Regions from separate parts of the Pan troglodytes genome. Here region 1 is linked to region 2. The links are chromatin contacts, called in public HiChIP or PLAC-seq maps. All regions are on one chromosome and are shown on one strand. Each heading gives the region's core, a stretch centred on a gene start, on an enhancer-like site or on the middle of the called end of the contact. The rest is flanking DNA. Distances are from core to core; before and after follow the strand shown.

What was found. HiChIP or PLAC-seq counts read pairs in DNA pulled down with a chosen protein or histone mark.
Region 1: a contact with region 2 is called in an H3K4me3 HiChIP or PLAC-seq map of stem cell-derived excitatory neurons, with 2.0 times the contacts expected there. The contact joins the promoter of C1H1orf198 here to the promoter of ARV1 in region 2. A contact is called at or near these places in 1 of 7 Hi-C or Micro-C datasets (stem cell-derived neural progenitor cells) and 1 of 1 datasets of contacts at active chromatin or transcription factors (stem cell-derived excitatory neurons).

What each region holds. Positions count from the first base shown.
Region 1 is chr1:18,317,834-18,321,133 of NHGRI_mPanTro3-v2.0_pri, reverse strand. It overlaps C1H1orf198 (chromosome 1 C1orf198 homolog), which reads right to left and starts at 1,717. Exons shown (of 4, transcript XM_016940703.4): 1 at 1,340-1,717. The coding sequence starts at 1,672. LOC107970607 (a long non-coding RNA gene) reads left to right here and starts at 2,431. Exons shown (of 2, transcript XR_008537511.1): 1 at 2,431-2,520.
Region 2 is chr1:18,207,894-18,211,266 of NHGRI_mPanTro3-v2.0_pri, reverse strand. ARV1 (ARV1 homolog, fatty acid homeostasis modulator) reads left to right here and starts at 1,806. Exons shown (of 6, transcript XM_016940784.3): 1 at 1,806-2,241. The coding sequence starts at 2,068. TTC13 (tetratricopeptide repeat domain 13) reads right to left here and starts at 1,880. Exons shown (of 21, transcript XM_054660048.2): 1 at 1,522-1,880. The coding sequence starts at 1,792.

The DNA of each region.
Region 1 (3,300 bases), core at 468-2,967, 110 kb before region 2:
CTCCCCAGTTTACCACACCCTTGTTTTTCCTGGCAAAGCGATCAGAATTTGAAGTCCAGTAGAGAATTTCCTTTTGATTCCATCAGAATAAAGAAACACTGGCAGCATCCTTCAGTCATTTCACTTTTCCCTCACATTAAAGTGGGTTTATGACCATGAACACTTCGTATTAATAAATGTCTCAGCACACCCAAGCCTGAAAATCTGATCTAAACCTCCTTAACTTGAATTCCATCCACAATCCACAACTTCCTCGGAAAAAAAACTCTCCCAGCTTCTCCTTCCTCTAGCCCAAGAAACAGCCTTAACAGCGAGCGATTTCATTCTTACACTCTTTGCTCAGCTTGACTTTGCTCCTCACTGCAAAAGTTGAGTTTGAAACGCCAAAGAGTCACAGTGCAAATTCTAATGGCACCAAATAGGCTTCGGTTAAACACATTTCTAAGAAAAAGAAGACCAAGTTTCTGAACCCTACAGAAGATTCAGGCGTTTGTGACTAAGTGTGGGTCATCCCTGAGCTTTTTCTGGAACAGATTCAGCGTTTCTACCTTCACAAATGACGGCCCCTCTAGCAGTCTGGACAGTGTCTAGATCTGAGACCTAAACATGCCCTGTTATGTGGCCAAGACTTACTGGAGCTCATTTAAACTTATCGTCCCTTAGTTTTTGGGTGGAAAACAGGGCCACCATGCTCACCCTTAAAACATACGCTGGGCATTGTGCTCACTTGGAAAACATCTTAGGGTGATGGATGGGTTTCCCTCCTTATCTTGGAAGACACCTTTTCTTTCTTGTTACCTGGCTTGGCAATTTTACTTTCCCCATACATCTCATCACAAGTATTCATGTTAGTATATATCATTTGCTCAGTCCCTTCACGGGCAGGCACGGGGTGGGCGTTATTACCCCTGTTTTACACAGTGGAAACTGAGGCTCTAAGAAGTTAATTCACCTACCGCCATACAGATAGTAAGTAGCAGAGCTGGATTAAAACCCAGGCTTGTCTGGTTTAAAATTGCTTGTTGTTTCCACTTTGGTCAGCCTCGCTTACGACAGCTCCGGGAGAAGTCTCTGGAGTCCGTGCGAGCCGGCGGATCAGGTCTAGATGGAGGTTCTTTAACGACCCCACCTCTCGGCGATCTCTTAACCAACTCCCCCAGCGGAGCCCCCACCCCCCGAACTTCGGCTCTGGGGCTCCCCTCCCACCCACTGCCATTCCTGCCTTTTCTTTTCCAGCCCCTACCAGCTGGGGCGGCCTCACGCCGGCAGGTGCCCACCGGGCCGGGGCGCCTCGGGGCGCCGGGCGGGGAAGAGGGTCCGCGGCCAGGCCCGCACCTACCTCGTCCCCGAAGCGCACCACCTTCTGACCCGTGGGCCCGCGCAAGCCGGGGAAGCGCGTGAGCTCCTCCGAGTCCCCGGGGTCTCGGGGCGCCGGGGCGCGCGGCCCCACCAGGCACCGGTCGATGATCTCGTCCTGCTGCGCGGGCGGCAGCCGCGCCCACTCGGGCCCGTACTTCTCGCGGATCTTCTCCTTGTCCTGCATGATCTTCCTGGCCATGGGGCTCAGCGACGAGAAGTAAGTGAAGCGCTTTCGCTCCCGGTCGTCCAGAGGCCGGTTCCCGCTCATGACCGCCGAGCGCGAGGCCGCGATCGCCGCCGCCATGGACGCCATGCCCGGCCTGCCCGCCGCTCCCGGCCCGCGCCCCGCCCCTCGCTGTGCCCGCCCCCGCCCCGCCCCGCGCCGCCCGGAGCCCCGCCCCCTCCGGGAACCCCGCCCTGCACCGCCGCGTACCCGGGTCTCCAAGCCAACCCAGCTCCCCAAGCCCCGGGACCCCGGCCCTCCGCGGCCCCCTCCCCGGGAGCTCCTCCCTCCGGGCCCCTCCCCCTGCCACCCCCTCGCGGACCCCAACGAGTCCCCCTTTACGCCTCCATAGTGGATTACCGCGGTGCCCGCAGGTTTCGGGCTCCCCTTACCCGGCTCAGGTGGTAGCCGGCGTGTCCCTGAGCCCGCGCCCGGCGCTCTGAGAGGGTGGCCGTGGTTAATTCCCGGTAGTGACCGCCATAGCGCCACGTGGCCGCTGCTTGACAAAGGAAACTTTTTTCAACCTCCAGTGAGCCTAAGAAAGCCCCAGCATTTCAGGCCAAGCCGCTGGCTGCCTGGCTTCTGTTTTTACTCCTTTCCTTCTGTCCCTTTCTGGGACGAGCCACACCTTCTCTGCTTTCTCTGGGCCCGTCCAGGACGCTGGGCCCGGGGCCTGGCGCGGTGAGCTGCAGATAGCCGGGGGCGCAGGGCAGCCCGGAGGCCGGAGGGCGACCTGGAAGGCTGGACCCGTGCGGGGCGTCTGGTGCTCAAGGAAAGTCAGCTCCCGCCGCCCCTCAGGGCCAGGTGGGTGCATGAAGTACCCGGTGGCCCAGGTGCCTTTCCCCAACCCAAGGAGCTCAGAACTCTTGGCAGTTCGACGTTTGCAAACAAACCAAAGAGGAGCAGAAAGTTTTCAGACTGAGGCGACATCCCAACAGGTAGGGGGCCAGGGTTTGTCATTTTGAGGTGTGTCCCAGACAGACCACAAAATTAAAATTATAGCGAGCCCCTACTTCCCCCAACCCCCTCTCTCCATCTGACTGATTTTAACAAGACTAACAGGACTCAGGTGAGAATTGTGTCCACTCGTAAAATAAAAAAACAAAAACCAAAACCAGCATTTCAGCTGTTATCCAGGGTCTTTGCCTGGATAGTTCTGAACACAAAAGTAGAAATAACTTGCAAAGTCCTATTTTAAATGTGAGATGGCCTCATCTTCCGGCCCGGAAATCCTCAGAATATTTTTGGAATGTCATGAATGTGGCAGGCTCTACGGTTAAGGACATTATTATCAACAATGTTCACAACATAATATATTGAAGCAGGGAAAGGCAAGAACCACCAAATATAGTCTCCACAGTAAGTGGCGGATTATTTATGAGACCGGAAGTTTAAGGACAGTTTTTTGGAGTGTGATCTTCTGTTTGAGTTGATGCTAGAGAAGCTCAATACACTGACCTGAATCCCACTGATTTCTCTCCTCTAATCCTTGTTTAATAATATAGGTAATGTTTAAAGATATATTATTGAAATTAATTAACATCCCCAGGCTTGCTTTGATATTCACATAAGAAGCTGTCCGTACCCTTAGAAACTTGGTCTCATGCTGTTTTCAAAGCAGTTGTGGAAATAATTGTTGCCTTCAAAAAAAAAAAAAAAAACCACAACCCCATGAGGTGTTTTGGGTCTGGCAATAATTGATAGTCAAAGAAGTTTTC
Region 2 (3,373 bases), core at 557-3,056:
AGCCCGACTACATGGGTTCCTCCTTTGGCAGCTGTGGGATCTCAAGAAGATGACAATTTCACTATGTTTCAGCTTGTTCATCTCAGAAAATGAGCCACCATCTAATGAGGTGGTTATTGTTTTTCTGATAGGCTAATATACCAGGCTCATAGACTAATATACCAGGCTCATAGACCTAAAGCACTTATAACAGCACCTGGCATACAGCAAGCACTCAATATATGTCGGCTACTTCTCATTTCCCTCACAGCACCCTCGTGAGGAAAATACAACCCCACAATTAGGTGAACAGTGTTTTCCACTTACAGAGGAGGCATTTTACAAAGACAGGTAATTCACTTGCTCAGAGATACAGAAAGTGACAGAGGTAAGTAAACGCCATTCTTTCTCCACCGTGCAAGGCTGGCCGTGTTACTTACGCCGTTACCAGCTAAGGCCTACCGCAAAATAAAAAAGTCACAAACCTCTCAGTGAGTGACACTTCCTCAAGGAAGTCAGACTGTGCTAAAAGGAAATCAGATTGTGCTAATCTTGACGTCTCATCTCAACTAAAAAAAAAAGGTATTGTTTTCCCAGGTACACAACGCCGAAGAAAACCACTGCCAAGTCTTAAAAGCAACCATCTCCTAGTGGGTTTGGTAGACTCAGGCCCTTCCCAAAGCAAGCCATAAGGGAACTCACACAGAGAAGGGGGAAAGAGAAAGGGAAGAGATTGATGGGTAAAAAGACCCACGACAGAACTTCAAAACAAAAAAATGTACACATGTATTTTGTCCCAGAGGCATCTGCTATGATTTATTAAACTGAAGCCAATAGCGCCCATTCTTAATGAATGAGCTGGCGTAGCTCCAATATACACACGGCACTGACACACAGGCTCAAGGCCTGCAGGGGCCTTTTTTCCCTCTGGGAGACACCTGACAGATCGCAGGTTAATCTTAAACAACTGGAAGCAAGATGTCAACGAGCAGATAAGATGGGCTTGCTCTTTTTTTCCATTCCAGGGATCGAATTTTTAGGAACTGTTGTATACGAGACATTAACCCGGGAGGTCAGGAAGCCTGATTTCCAGGCCTAAGATGTGCCAGGCGTCTCCCTCCGGGGGCGGGCTCCGCAAGCCGCCGGGCTGGTTGCTCGTCCGCCCGCCCCTCCCTCGCCCCTTCGGCATCCTCGGGAGGCCGGCGGCGGGAACAGGGCTGCCCCGGGCCACCTGCCATCTCCTCCGCCACCCTTCCAACAGTTGCTTCAAACTCAGAAGAGGCCGCCCTGGCCCCAGGAGCATGCTGTCAGCTCATTTCTCGACTCGCCGCCCTGCCCAAAGGCGGCTGCAGGAGGGCGCGCGGCGGCGTGGGTGGCAGCGGCGGGAAGCTGCCCGACAGGACCCCTGGCTGAGCCGGCTCCCGCGGATCGCGCGCTGCAGCCGGAGGCATGAGGCCTGGGCGACCCGTACCCCGGCCCGGGACCCCAGCCCCGCTGCCCCGCCGCCCCGGCCGACTCGGACGCCCGCCGCCGCCCACTCACCGCCGCATTCGGCAGAGTACTGGTCCCCCCAGTCCCCGGACTGCGGGCTGCAGCCGCCGCCGCCCGCCGGGGCCTCCTGCTGCTGCCGGTGCTGCAGCTCCTGCTTGAGCAGGGAGAGCGGCGAGTAGTGCTCGGTGGCCAGGGCGCCTGGCCGCAGCCCGGCGGACAGGACCCCCAGCAGCAGCAGCACCAGGACACGCCGGGCGGCGCCCGCGGCGGCCACAGCGCCGCCCCAGAAGCAGCAGCAGCAGCAGCAGCCGGCAGGTGCCATCTTCCCTCAAGGCGCATGTGCGACAGCCCTGGCCCGGCTCTCAGGCCTCCCCGCCTCTAACCTACGGCGGGCAGGTGGACCGTGGCAAGGGGGTGGGACAAGGGGAGAAGCATTGTGTGCTGGGAATGGTAGTCCCAGCTCGGCCAGCCCGGGGCGGCCTTGCCGGTGCCGGGACTACGAATCCCAAAAGCCCCGCGCGGCGCAAGTCTTCCGGTCTGGCGTCTGACGTCTTACCCTCCACAGAATCGGAAGTTCTGGACTGCAGTTGAGTGGAAATGGGCAACGGCGGGCGGAGCGGCCTGCAGCAGGGGAAGGGGAACGTGGGTGGGGTGGCAGCGACTCCTACTGCTGCCTCGGCCTCCTGCCAGTACAGGTGCATCGAATGCAACCAGGAGGCCAAAGAGTTGTACCGAGACTATAACCACGGTGTGCTGAAGATAACCATCTGTGTGAGTTGTCAGATGTGGGGTGCCCTTGAGAAGAAAATGGCGCGGTGGGATTTGGGGACCGCGAGGAGCAGGGTCCTCTGATACAGTCTTTAGTTCGGTAGTTGACATTCCCGCCCGGGATCTTTGCATGAATATCTGTACTGATAGAGAACTCAGCTACCCGACAGCGCTTTTCTCATACTGGGGCATATTTGGGTGATATGACCTAAGCCGGCGAACGGACCGGACCGACAGACAGAGGTAGATGTGGGCATTTTGCAGAGAAATTTAAAGATCAATTAGGTTGACATTTTGGTTCATGCCAAAGCTACTTCCTTCTAGCTCTTCTCCCTTTTACAGAGAGATGGTACCATCCTTACCCTCCACAACCCATGTTGAATTCACCTACGATGCTTTTTAAAGGTTTCATCAATTGTCGTTATTGGATGTCTACAGTGTACAAAGCATTATGCTAGACGTTGGTGGTACAAAACCCAAAAGTGAGGAAGTAAAAATTCTCATTTCAAGGTGTTCGTAGAATACCCTTGAACTTTCTGATGATTTTCCATCTCAGAGTTAAGGCCCGAATCCCTGAACTGGCTTATAAGGCTCTATGGAGTCTCCTGCTACTCTTTCCCTTCTTTATTTTACGGCAGAGAGAATAATCTTATGTTTAAAGAGTCTACAAAGTTGGAGGTTCTTTGGGGGTATTAATTAGCAAAGAACCTGTCACAGAATAGACAGTACATTTTTGTCCCATTTCAGATCTTGTGATTTTCTAATCTCTTTAGTAAATTATGGTCTGTAGTAATATACAAGAGAATTGACAAACTGAGTGTATACCTGTATAATCTGTCAACCACATAACGTTCTGGTGCATACACCCTCAATTTCCTGTTCCTCTCTCAAGTACTTTCCCTCTTTTGTCAAAATGTCAACCCTTGTTAAATCCAACATATTGCCTGGTCTTGTCCCTGTACCCATGCAGCAGTACGTTGCTGGGGAAAAACAAATTTGTGACGATTAACCTCATATAGGCCTTTCATGATTTCTGGCAATCTTATTTCGGTGTTTTTTTTCTTTCTTTCTTTCTTTTTGAGATAGAGTTTCCCTCTGTCACCCAGGCTGGAGTGCAGTGGGGCACTCTTAGATC